Regions from separate parts of the Anser cygnoides genome. Here region 2 is linked to region 1. A link is a contact called in public Hi-C data. All regions are on one chromosome and are shown on one strand. Each heading gives the region's core, a stretch centred on a gene start, on an enhancer-like site or on the middle of the called end of the contact. The rest is flanking DNA. Distances are from core to core; before and after follow the strand shown. Region 1 holds the start of TAT (tyrosine aminotransferase). Region 2 holds the start of LOC136786286 (haptoglobin-like).

Region 1 (5,912 bases), core at 2,259-4,758:
GGTTTTTAGCTAATTTTCTGCCCTGATTCTGCAAAGAAATGCTATGCTCAATTTCAGCTGAATGCACAACCATTGTGATGGTTTAATATATGTGGATATATGCAAGTTTGGCAAAACAGCTCTGTCTATGCACAAGGCAGATTTAACTATGAATTTGTGCAGTTTTCAGAGTGCTCATGTGACCTGACCTGTAACAGACAAGGGTTGTCGCTTGCATTTCAGGAGATCTTCTGCAGTGTTATAAGTACCATTGATATATATAAATATTAGGAATCAATAAACAGTCACAAAATTCACCAGAACCAAGGAGTCTCCAGGGCTATTTGCTTATCTAAATGAAAGATTAACAAGGAAAAATCACATACTTGGTTATTAAAAGCAGATTCAGCTGGAAATGACTAAACAGAGATTAGGCTACACACATATTTGTGGAGACCATCACTGAGTGGTTAGGGCTATGCCAGCGTCAGAAAAGACAGGACAGAAACTGATGAAAAAAAAAAAAAAGCAAAACAAGAGGAAATAATTACTGAAGTGATTTGTAATTGATCCCAGTAAATTTTTCTGCAGAGTGCTGGTTAAGTGTCTGTCCCTGAAGCGGTGTACCCTGAAAAAGTGTAGAGCACATGCGCAAAACTCTACTGGTGCATGACCTGCCTGCAGCCTGATGCAGACACAAGTTTGTCAGTGCAGTGATGCTTGAGTCCATGCCTTAGTCAAGCAGCTATTTGTCAGTCCTCCTTTGTAACTCTGGCTGGTCCAGGAACAGGCAACTGTTTGCCCGTCTAGGTTTGGACTCTGTCCACAGAAACAGACCTCTGGGCAATCCTAGTACCAGAACAAGGCAGTACCAAAGAAACACTGAAGCCATTACCAAGTTTCTTCTTCCACTGGGAAGAGACAAAGGCCAATTGCTGAAACTACAGAAGAGGGAGATGAAGAGGTATGCAACAAAAGACCTGCAGGGGAGAGCAGCTGAGAAAGAGGAACAGATGGTAGTGCAGGGGCTAGCAAGGGCTGGTGGGGTACAGAGGGCAACCAACTGCCTTACTGGTAGCAATGCGTCCTGCAGAGTGTGGCCACCTCTTTTGCTGCACTGTGCAAGGGCTGGCTTCACTGTATTTGGAGAATCAGAATCAAAGTCTCACCAAATGGTTTGGGTTGGAAGGAACATTAAAGATCATTTAATTTCCGCCACCCCACCCCTTCCACCCCCCCTGCCATGGGCAGGGACACCTCCCAGTAGGCCAGATTGCTCAAAGCCCCATCCAGCCTGGCCTTAAACACTTCCAGTGATGGGGCATCCATAGATTCTCTGGGCAACCCGTTCCAGTGCCTCATCACTTTCAGAGCAAAGAACTTCTTCATAATGTCTAATCTAAATCTACCCTCTTTTAGTTTAAAGCCGTTCCCCCTTGTCCTGTCACTGCACTGCCAGATAGAGTCCCTCTCCAGTTTTTCTGTAGCCCCCTTTAGGTACTGGAATACCTCTGTGAGGTCTACCTGGAGCCTTCTTTTCTCCAGGCTGAACAACACCAACACCCTCAGCCTGTCTTCATAGGAGAGGTGCTCCAGACCCTTGATCATCTTTGTGGCCCTCCTCTGGACTTGCTTCAACAGGTCCATGTCCTTCTTGTGCTGGGGGCCCCAGAGCTGAACACAGCACTCCAGATGGGGTCTCACAAGAGCAGAACAGAGGGGGAGAGTCACCTCCCTCGACCTGCTGGCTACACTGCTTTTGATGCAGCCCTGGATACAGATGGCTTTCTGGGCTGCAAGAGGTCCTTCTCCTCAGGGCTGCTCTCAATCCATTCTGCACCCAGCCTGTATTTGTGCTTAGGGTTGCCCTGGCCCAGATGCAGGACCTCGCACTTGGAACATGAAGTGCTGAGCTGTGTGCTCATGCTTTGTTCCTGAGAGGCTCCACGTACCACAAGGGGTGGGGTTAGGGGGGCTGCATGATGTTGGATCATCTAGAAAAGGACTGGAGTCACGCAGAGAGAGGAGAAGGGCATAGCAATAGCAGTAGAAACCCACTGATCCCATTGCACTGTGTCCTTCCCCTATCTGGCCAGGTTTTCATCCTTATGTAACTGAGTCTACCTCTGCCTCCAGAGCCACATTTTTTTTCTCTCTTGGCAGCAGACTTCCACCATGCCCTCCCCTGAACCCCACTGCAGTGTGCAGGATGTCAGGTAGAGCTCCGGTTGCATCATCTTCAGGGTTGTTGCTAGGCAGAACAGGCAGCAGCATCCTTGAAGCCTCCTGACACCACTTTTAACTCTGTCAGGGCTGCAGCATGGTAAGAGCTGGGGGAAGCAAGAAAGGTACCCATACATGCTTGGAGAGGGCATGACTGAGCTTCTGAATGTTGCTCATGTCAGGCTTCAGCAAAAAGGAGAGAAGAAACAATCCAGAACCGTGAGGCTCTTGACAGAAGAGAATCCAGCCAGCTTCCACACAAGACATTTCTCTGTCAAATGTTTTTGAAAGGCACTATTCCACGGCCAAAGCCCCCAGCATGGCTACTGTGGGAGGCCTGCCAGCCAGCCTGGGACTGGGGTCTCTGCCCAGACCCACTGGCTGCAACCCACCATCTCCTAGCTTGTCTCCAGCACCGGAGTCCCTGGCCCCCATCACCCCCATTGCAGCACTGTGGCCAACAGCAGGTCATGACTCCCCAGCAGCATCACCCAGCCCCAGGGCTGGGCTAGAGAGCACACACACTGTTAACACCTGGGAAGGTGCAGCCTTATTGCTGGTGGAGCAGTGGGCGTGTGCTGAATGCAGGTGGTCATCTCTCCTCCCACACAGGAGCAGAGTATGAACAGACAAAAATCATAGTGACCGCTGGCCTCTGCAATGGTGTCAGCAGTCCATTTGCCAGGGGATTAGCAGGATGCCTCTTGCCCCTGACCAACTTTTTGATCTCCAGCCATTTGCTGCCAGGGTGGCAGGGAGCAGCCCTTGGAAGACAGGGAGGGTGCAGATGCCTCTTACTTACCCCAAGCACGTAGCAGGCAAAGGACGGGAAAGCACAGATTTTACATCTCTTAGGAAAAAAAAGGCCTTCTGGGAATGGTGTCATAATATATATATATGTATATATAAAATATATTCAGCCTATGGACAAAGATGTTCCCTGTGTGTAAGTGATGCCACAAACTACTTTCTCAGCTGGTGCACTGGGAGCCCAGGGCCTTTGAGGTGAGCAGGACATACTAATTCTGTCTGGAGGCTTCAGGGTCCAACACTTCTCTCTTGGTTCATTACAAGATGCTAGGGCTTGGAATACTGGGGTCTGCTTTGTGGGATTCTTCCCCTTTGAGGACAGAGGGAAGTGATGCAGAAAAGTGGTGGCCCAGGGCCTCCAGGAAGCAAAATTTTGTCCCTCTGTAGGCTACCCCCAGAAAGAGTTAATGTGCAGGCATGTTTCAGGTGTTTGAAATGAATGAAGTTACAGTGGGGAGGAGAGGGCATTTTTGGGTGGAGAGAGCAGCCCTCTCTGTGAGCCAATGGCTAACGGCTTCTGACCCAACGCCCAGTTTGGGGGCTTATTTCATGAGCAAGAATTTGCTGGGATTTCTTCTTGAGAGGATTTGTCTTGGATGAAAAGTAGGGACTGGACCTCTAAGCTTGTTGGTGCCTCCCTGTCTGTGCTGTAGCAGGTAAAGTACTATCTGGTATCTTGCTTCTTTCAGGGGGAGTAGTGGGTTTTTCCCTCCCTGCCTACGCTGAAGGCATCCGTTCTGCCTGCATATGCAGTTCCCATTCACATAAGAACCATGTGTGACTCTGCTGGGTTTTGCACTGTGCACTGGGACTCAGCCCTAATGTTGAAATGAGATATATTGCTCATTTCTCTGCTCAGTTTTTGTGCAGTCCTGCTGTGTAGTCCTTCCTCTACCTTTCTTTTGGTGCAAAGGAGACCCAGAAGGTGTTAATAGCAGGGACCTGAAGTCTTCCTTTGTCACCACCACCCTGTTATGATAATCTCAGTCACTTTAAATAAGTTAAGGAAGCACTGCTGGTAGAGTAACTGTAGCAGCATGGGGCATCTCTAGGTTCAAACCTCACTGAAGCAATGAGATATTTGTTCAGGTGGCAAATCTTGCCAGAACCAGTTAATATTATAATCCCTCCACCTCAGTGTCTGCAGCAAGGACAGGGTAGCCAGATCCCTTGTCTGTTGTGCCCTGAGTATCTGAGAGCATGGCATCTAACAGTGCGTGGGCTAAGTAACTGCCATCAGGAAAGGGCTACAGTTCAGTGAACTGTCTTTCAGTGGAGCAGAGAAATAGAGCAGTACAGAGACAGAGCATGAGCTGCTGATGGCGAGATTAGGAGACATTGTGCTGGTGTCAGTGAGAAAGGGCTTGGTGGCTCTAGAGGTATCTGCATGCATTCTCTCTAACCTTCTCGAGGTAGAAACTCTGGAGTCAGCTCCAGTTCTTAAGTAAGGAATTTGCTGGCTGGGACTGGCCTGTGCTTTGGGTATACATGCTCAGGTGTGTAAGCCACTTTCATGCATGCTTTTTGAGGTCTAGAAGGCAGCTGTTTCTCTGCTGTGGCTTGCTTGTTAGCCAGCCTCAGGCAGGGCTACAGGCCCTTTGCCTAGTATGGTGTCACTACCAAGATTTCCCTCTTGACCCAACCGGTCTTGCTCCGTTTTCTAAGCACAGCCCTTTAATCTGGAGTCGTTGGACTGGACTGTTGCTCCCTGTTGCTCTGCTGACAGAGACAACTGTCTGTAGCTAATACCTTATCACTGCCAAGTGTATCCTGATAACATGGGATCAGAGCTACCTTTCTGATATCTAAAGTTAGGTATTAACAGTCTGTGGACTGGAGGAACATTCTGGATGTCACACACACACACACACACACACACACACACAGAGTGGGCTGATCCTTGTAGTTACCGCTTGAGGTCTGGTCCGGGGGGACACAACACAACAGCTGGCCCTCCTGTCAGTGGAACACTGAATCTGAAGCCACAAAATGACTGTAGTGTGCTGCTAACTCCTAGCTGATGGATTTAGCGAGGGTCGCTCCTCCACAGCACAGCAAGTGCAGCCATGCAAAGAAGTGGTGTGGCTACTCCAGAGTGCTGCCTTTGTCTTTCCCACTCCATTGTACTCATTTACATGTTCAGTTTCACTCCATCCTGGCCCTGAGAACAGCTCTACTTCCTGTTGGTGACTGATTTGTCCATGGGTAGTAGGTAAGTTCTGCAGCTTTCAGAAGTTTTGCTTTTGGAGAGTCATGGGCACTCTTCCAGGTAGGCAGAGCTTTTGTCTGGCATATGTTAACTAAGTTAAGGCAATCCATCTACCACTGACAGTTTTCAGGATGGACTCGTACCTGATCCAAGTGAACGGCCCTGGAGATCATGCCCCTCTGCTGGATGTTCAGCTCAAGACCAATGGAAACAGCATGTCACTGGGGAAGGCGAAGGGCCGGAAGCCAAGATGGGCTGTCAGGGCTTCTGAAATGTCAAAGAAGACTTTCAATCCTGTCCGAGCCATTGTAGACAGCATGAAGGTGGAGCCCAACCCAAAGAAAGCTATGATTTCCTTGTCTTTAGGTAAGCACAGTGCTATTGCTGAAGACTCCGAGCAGTGGGGTGGGCTATGGGGGCTAGCAGATTGCAGGACTCTGAAGCACAAAGCTTGTGGAACCACACAGGGATATGGAAGGTTACCACACAGCTCTGTGCCTGCCACAGACCAGTGAGAACTTTTTTTCCCCATTGATTTTTTACTATTTTTCAATCTTTGAAAAGGAGACCCGACGGTCTTTGGAAATCTTCCCACAAATGATGAGGTCACACGGGCTGTGAAAGAGGTTTTGGACACAGGACGTTACAATGGCTATGCTCCATCTGTTGGTAAGTTGACAGAGCTACTCCT
Region 2 (5,912 bases), core at 2,222-4,721, 130 kb before region 1:
AGCAGAAGCTTGTGGGTAGGAACGCTCTCTCCATCCTTTGCTGGCAGCCCAGCGCATCTGTTGGTGTTTTCAGACACGAGCGCTTCTAAGGAGGCTGCCGCTCCCAAACGTCAGGAGGCAGACAACAACGCGGACAGTGTGTTTAGTGCTTGCAGGCCTAACAGCATCTAAAAACATCCCTGGCCGCCACGCCTCAGGGACGGCACCAGCCCGAGAGCTCTTCTGGGACCTCCTCGGGTCCCCGGCGACGCCCCCGGCCCTCCCGGCCGCAGGGAGGTCACGGCCCCGCGGGCACCACGCTCCCGCACGCAGCCGATGCTTGCGGCCAGTGCCCCGGCAGGGACCGGGCTGCCGCGGAGCCTTCAGGCCCCTGCGAGCGCCGGGCACCCCGCGGACCGCACCTGTCCTTGCGGGCGCTCCGGCTGCTGCGGCCGGCCTCCGCCTCCTCCTCGTCCTCGTCCTCCTCGGGGCTGCCCGCCTCGTCGCGGCCCTCCTCCCAGTCCCTGTAGGAGCACACCCGGGACCGCTTGCCGCCGCCGGCCGCCGCCTCCTCCTCGCGCTCCCGCCGCTTCTGCGCCGCCAGCACGTCCAGGCCCAGCAGCGAGGCCCGCGGCGCCGGCGCCTTGAAGACGTGCTGCTCGGCCGCGGCGCTGCGCCCCCGCAGGAGCAGCCCGCCGGCCTCGGGGCCCGTCCCGGCCAGCCGGTGCAGCGACTGCTCGCCCGCCTCCGCCATCGCCGCTACCGCGCCGCGCCGGCACCCATGGGGCCTGCGGGCGCCCAGGACGCGAGGCCTGCCGCCGCCGGCCGCCTGCCGCCGGGGAGGCACCGGCCCAGGCCCGCCCCCGGGCGCTCAGCGGCCGCGACCCCGCCCCGGGCCCCGCGCACCACGGCCGCGGCGGCAGCAGCCCGCGGGCGGCCCGGCCACCACAGAGCCCGACGGCCGCGGGACAGAGCGCCCCCAGCGCCCTCGGCGGACTTCCGGCGGGGGGACGGCGGACGTCACGCGCTCGCGGAAGAGAGGGGGGGCGGGGGCACGACGGCGCCGGGCACGGCAACAGCGTCCCCCGCAAAAGAGCCCCCCCGGAAACCGCGTCCCCCCGGAAACCGCGTCCCCCCGGAAACTGCGCCCCCCCCAACGAGCCCCCCCCCCCCAACGAGGCCCCCCCCCCCCAACGAGCCCCCCCCCCAACGAGGCCCCCCCCCCCAACGAGCCCCCCCCCCCAACGAGGCCCCCCCCCCCAACGAGGCCCCCCCCCCCAACGAGGCCCCGGGCTCGCAGGGAGGCAGGAGCAGGGTCAGGGTCAGGGTGAGGGCCGGGCCGGGCGGCCCCCCAGTTTTATTTCGCGGCCCCTAATCTCAGGCGGCCGCCACCGTCTCCCGGACCCAGTCCAGCACGCGCCGCACGTCCACGTAGACGCCGTACTTGGAGGCCGCGCAGGTCCTGTCGTGGCTGAGGACGCCGGCCGCGTACCAGGCGCCATCCTCGGGGTCCCGCACGGCAAAGGCGCCGCCGGCATCCCCATAGCAGGTGTCCTCGCGCAGCTCGCTCATGCCCGCGCAGAAGGTGGCGTTGCCGAGGACGGGCCGGACGCCGTGCGGCCCCTGCGCCGCGTAGTACTGCCGGCACTTGTCGGCCTCGGCCACGGGCAGCATCACATACTTCAGCCCCTCAGGGAAGGCGAAGGTGGCGCCGCGCCCCCAGCCCGAGACGTAACCCACGCGCCCCGGCTGCACGTAGTCCCGCTGGGGCAGGCAGATGGGCATCACCTCCGCCCCGACGGGCACCTTCTGCCTGAGCTTCAGCAGGGCCAGGTCCACGGCCACCGGGTAGCCGGGGTGCAGCACCACGCGCTCGATGCCCAGGGTGGGCTGCCCCCGGCCGCCCAGGAAGAGCCGCAGCGTGGGGGCGATCTCCTCCGGCGTGGCCTCCTCACTGTGGTTCAGGTAGACGTTCCTGCCTGTAGTCAGCAGCCACTGGTCGCTGATGAGCGTAGCCCCCATGGTGAGGTTGTGGCGGCTCACCATCCGGGCCTGCCACGGGAAGCTGCCCTTCCCGGCCAGCAGGCCCCCGATGATGCGCTGCATGGGGGCGGGGGGGTTCTCGGGTTTGCCGCACACTGCAGAGGGAAGAGCAGGGCCCTGTGAGCCACGGGAGGAGGCGTAGCTCTGGAAGAGGAGCATCTCGCAGCCTGCCCTGTCATCACCACCAGACTCCTCCAGGCCCACAGCACCCCAGGGAGCAGCACTGAAGATGGGGGCTGCACACAGCCCCACGGGCCCTTTGGCTGCCCAGGCAGACCACGCACAGTCCCCAGCCCACCAAACCCCCGCAGCCCCTGCTGCACCGCTCTGCTCTCACCTGGCTCACAAACGGGCACCTCCTTGCCAGCTTCGGGGCTCACCCACACCAGATTTTCGTCACATTTGTACGTGCCTTTGGAAGGAGATGGGAGTCAGCACCCCTGCTGACGGGGGGTGAGGACGAGACAGTGCCCATGCACCCCTGGGTATCCCCAGGGAGGCAGGAGATACCTGTACCTCACCGCAGTTTGGGGAAGCAGGGGAAGTTTGGGGAAGCTCATCCCCCCCCGGGGAACAGGGGAAGGGCCTCCATCATCTAGCACTGGGGGCAGCCCTGTGCCAGGACAGCCCTGCCCCTGGAGCCAGGGACAAACACCTTCCCGGGGTGCTGTGCCCGTGTCGCAAGGCTTACTGTCACCAGAGCCACGCAGCCGGTAGTACGGATCACAGCGGTACTTGATCAGGTGCTCTATGTGGCCGTGCTCAATCTCGGCGGGCTTTGCACAGCTCCACTCTGCAAGTAGAGGATGCTCAGCCCAGGACATCCCCTCCACCCCTGGCTGGTCCCTCCTCAGTCCCGCCTCCCCCACCACACGCCTGCTCCCTGCCAAGCTGCTCCTGGCCTCGTCCGAGCCCCAGTGCTCCCACCCTTGCCCTGGAAGGTACCAGTGGTGGCAGCGGTGATCTCCAGCAGAGTCCAGGCCAGGCCAGCAAACAGCAGCACTGCAGTTCTGCAGGGAGGAGAGGGGGGACACTTAGCACAGGGGTCCCACCCCCTGCTTGTGGTCTGCAGGCTCCAGCAGGCAGAGGACTGACCCTCGCCCCCGGGGCTGCCCCACCCAGCACAACCTGGAGGAGCTGCCTGGGCAACCCCCGGCCCCAGCTGCTGCGCAGTGCAGGAGCAGCGGGACCCAGAGGGCCGCCAGGCCCGACACCGGTCCCGCCACAGCACGCAGCAGGGCCAGGTCCTTGGCCAGGCGAGAGGAACGGGCACAGCACCCAGTGCAGGCAGGGTCAGAGCAGTGTCGCTCACCCCATGGTCGCAGCCTGCTCTCCTCACAGCAGCCTCCCGCAGGACGATGCTATTTGGGGCTCCTTCCTCATCCCTTTTATTGCTAACTCCCTCGCCCCGGTGCAGCCCCGCGCGCTCCAGACCTCCTGACCTTTTTGTATGCTGCCAGCATGTTTCCCAGCAGGAGCAGCACAAGAAGCCCCACCTGGCTCACGGCCGGCCTGGCGGAGGCTCCCGGGAAGACTGCCAAGCTCCCGCAGGAAACCAGCAGGCCAAGAGTTTCCTGGATTTTGCAGCTACAAGCGTATGGGGGTCTGGCTGCAGAAGTGGGGCCCTGGCATTGAGACTCTGGCTGAGGCTCACAGAAACAAGGCAGAGCCCTGCAAAACCGCCCCCACACCTCTGCCCGGAGCAGCCCTGGGGGAGCACCCACACCAGCACCGAAGGCGAAGCCTGAGCCAGGATGTGGGAGCCAAGCCCCAGCCGCCCCACGCCCAGCTCTGCCCCCATCCAGGCACACGCTGCCAGCCCAGCCAGCCGAGGGACACAGCAGGGCCGTGGCCAAGCCCCTCTTCCCACACCTACCCACCCCTTCCCAGGCAGCCTGCTCTGGCCCCGGGCTGTTTGTCAGCACAGGCTGGGACCCAGCCCAGCCTTACAGGGACTCGGAGCAGCAATGGCTGGCGGGCACCCAGCTGGATGCAGCCGAGCCGGCAGCACAGGACGAGCGCAGCGGAGCCCTCTGGTTCCTGGCACACAGGTGGGCAGGGCCCGACAAGCCGCGGTGGCAAAGGGCCGCACAGGGCTGGCAGAGGGCACAGGGCTCACGGCGTAGCAGGAGGCCCGGGAAGGAGCCCAGCCTATGTTCCTGGGCCTGCGGCAGCGGGGCAGGCGGCAGGAGCTGCGAGCAGAGCCCTGGCACCCTCGGGAAGGCCAAGCCCCACACGCAGACCTCCAGGTGCCCAGAGGCCACCCCAGGGCACACAGACAGAGGTCCAGGCACGAGGCACCAGCAGGAGACGCTGGCTGGACACGGGCAGCAGGTAGCACCGTGTCAGAACACGGGGATCTACAAAGCAGAGGCTGGCGTAGGGTGTGCACAGCCCTAAAGAGAGCAAGGGGTTACAGGCAGCCATCGGTCGGCACACCCGCTCTTGCGAAAGGCTGGATCCCTGGGACGTGTAAACAACTCCGGTGGAGTTCGGTGCGTGGCGCAATCCCAGGTACAGGGCGCCAGGGTGCTGCTGCACAGCCAAGGCTGCGTCCAGGGCTCGGGCCTTGCTCAGGAAGGGGAGAGATGGCTGCTGGCAGCCCGGGGTCGAGCAGCAGCTGCTGCCAGGAAGCCCCAGAGGAAACAACCCACAGCCTCCAGAAGTGTGAATAAGCAGGGCTTTTCCGTAACAAGTGACAGGGCGCAACTGTAGCTGTCTCCAAGCACCAGCAACAGGAAGAAACAGCTCCTGACACCTCCTGAGGCACAGACAAGGCACAGGTCTGTGTGGGATGGCTTCCACGACCAGCAAGAGAGGCACCGAGCAGAACACAGAGAGCAGGGATCCCTCTCAGCTGAGGAGAGCCATCCCCTGGAGTCTGACCAGCCCAAAGGGTATCCCCAGAGCAGGACACAGGACCAGGTGAGCCAAACGTTTATTGACACTCAGGCAAGACCTGGGGACCACGGGTTTGTTACAGCACAGTGTGCGGAGGAGGGCAGGGAGGATGGACCCTGCTCTGGAGACTGCACTGCAGGAGGACCCAGAGCCAGCCAGAGCCAGCAGCACAAGCTGGCTGCAGGGTCCCTGGCAAAAGGGACACCCACCACCCCACAGCTGGGGAAGCAGCCCACAGGAAAGCCCAAATACAGCCCTGAGCAGCTGCAACAGCGTGGAGGTCCCTTCCCCTGCTTCCCACCAGTGCAGCCCCAGCTCCACTTCTCGCTGGCCCTTCCCAAGGGCCCGGAGCAGGACCTTGTCTTGTTCCCAGCCTGCCCACGCTAGAAGCACCGCGGCCGTCCCGGCTTTGCCACGTTTCCTCCTGGCTAAGCTCGGTCCTGCGATGCGTCAGCGCCGGTGATCCGCTCCAACTGCCTCCATGACACTCTTGAACCCCTGCTCCCTAATCAGAAACAGCGCGTGATGGCCTGGCTGGCACCGCTGCTCAGCCCCACAGTACCAGCGCTCGGGCACTAGCACACAGCTGCCCAGAGCCTCCCCAGGCCACAGGGAGCTGGCTGGCCCCTCACTCACCTCAGCAGCTCCTCCAGCTCACGCTTCACTGCCCCCACCACCAGCGGCCCATGGTACACGAGCGCCGTGTACATCTGCACAAGCGAGGCTCCGGCACGGATCTTCTCCAGGGCATCGCGGCCGCTGCTCACCCCACCCACGCCGATGATGGGCACCCGGCCTGCGGGCAGGCATGGGGTCAGGTCAGCCGGATGAGGCCAGCACACGCCCCGTGTCCTGCCCTGCCCCTACCTTGGGTGAGGGCATACATCTCCCTCACTGTCTGCGTGGAGAGCTCCCGCAGGGGCTTCCCACTGAGGCCCCCAGGCTCCAGGCGCTGCACGCTCTGGAGGTCGCGGGGCCGACTGACGGTA

The links. Hi-C and Micro-C count contacts between places; a contact is called where the count stands out from the background.
Region 2: a Hi-C map of liver shows a contact between it and region 1, with 2.2 times the contacts expected there. The contact joins the promoter of LOC136786286 here to the promoter of TAT in region 1. A contact is called at or near these places in 2 of 7 Hi-C or Micro-C datasets (both in liver).

The regions. Positions count from the first base shown.
Region 1 is chr12:185,047-190,958 of Taihu_goose_T2T_genome, reverse strand. TAT (tyrosine aminotransferase) reads left to right here and starts at 3,508. Exons shown (of 12, transcript XM_013197663.3): 1 at 3,508-3,668; 2 at 5,345-5,587; 3 at 5,786-5,890. The coding sequence starts at 5,353.
Region 2 is chr12:315,458-321,369 of Taihu_goose_T2T_genome, reverse strand. LOC136786286 (haptoglobin-like) reads right to left here and starts at 3,471. Exons shown (of 5, transcript XM_048050482.2): 1 at 3,335-3,471; 2 at 2,968-3,032; 3 at 2,714-2,815; 4 at 2,360-2,434; 5 at 1,296-2,117. The coding sequence starts at 3,339. The coding sequence ends at 1,357. DHODH (dihydroorotate dehydrogenase (quinone)) reads right to left here. Exons shown (of 8, transcript XM_067004404.1): 6 at 5,791-5,912; 7 at 5,560-5,719; 8 at 4,944-5,428. The coding sequence ends at 5,374. DHX38 (DEAH-box helicase 38) reads right to left here and starts at 933. Exons shown (of 26, transcript XM_067004722.1): 1 at 402-933. The coding sequence starts at 733.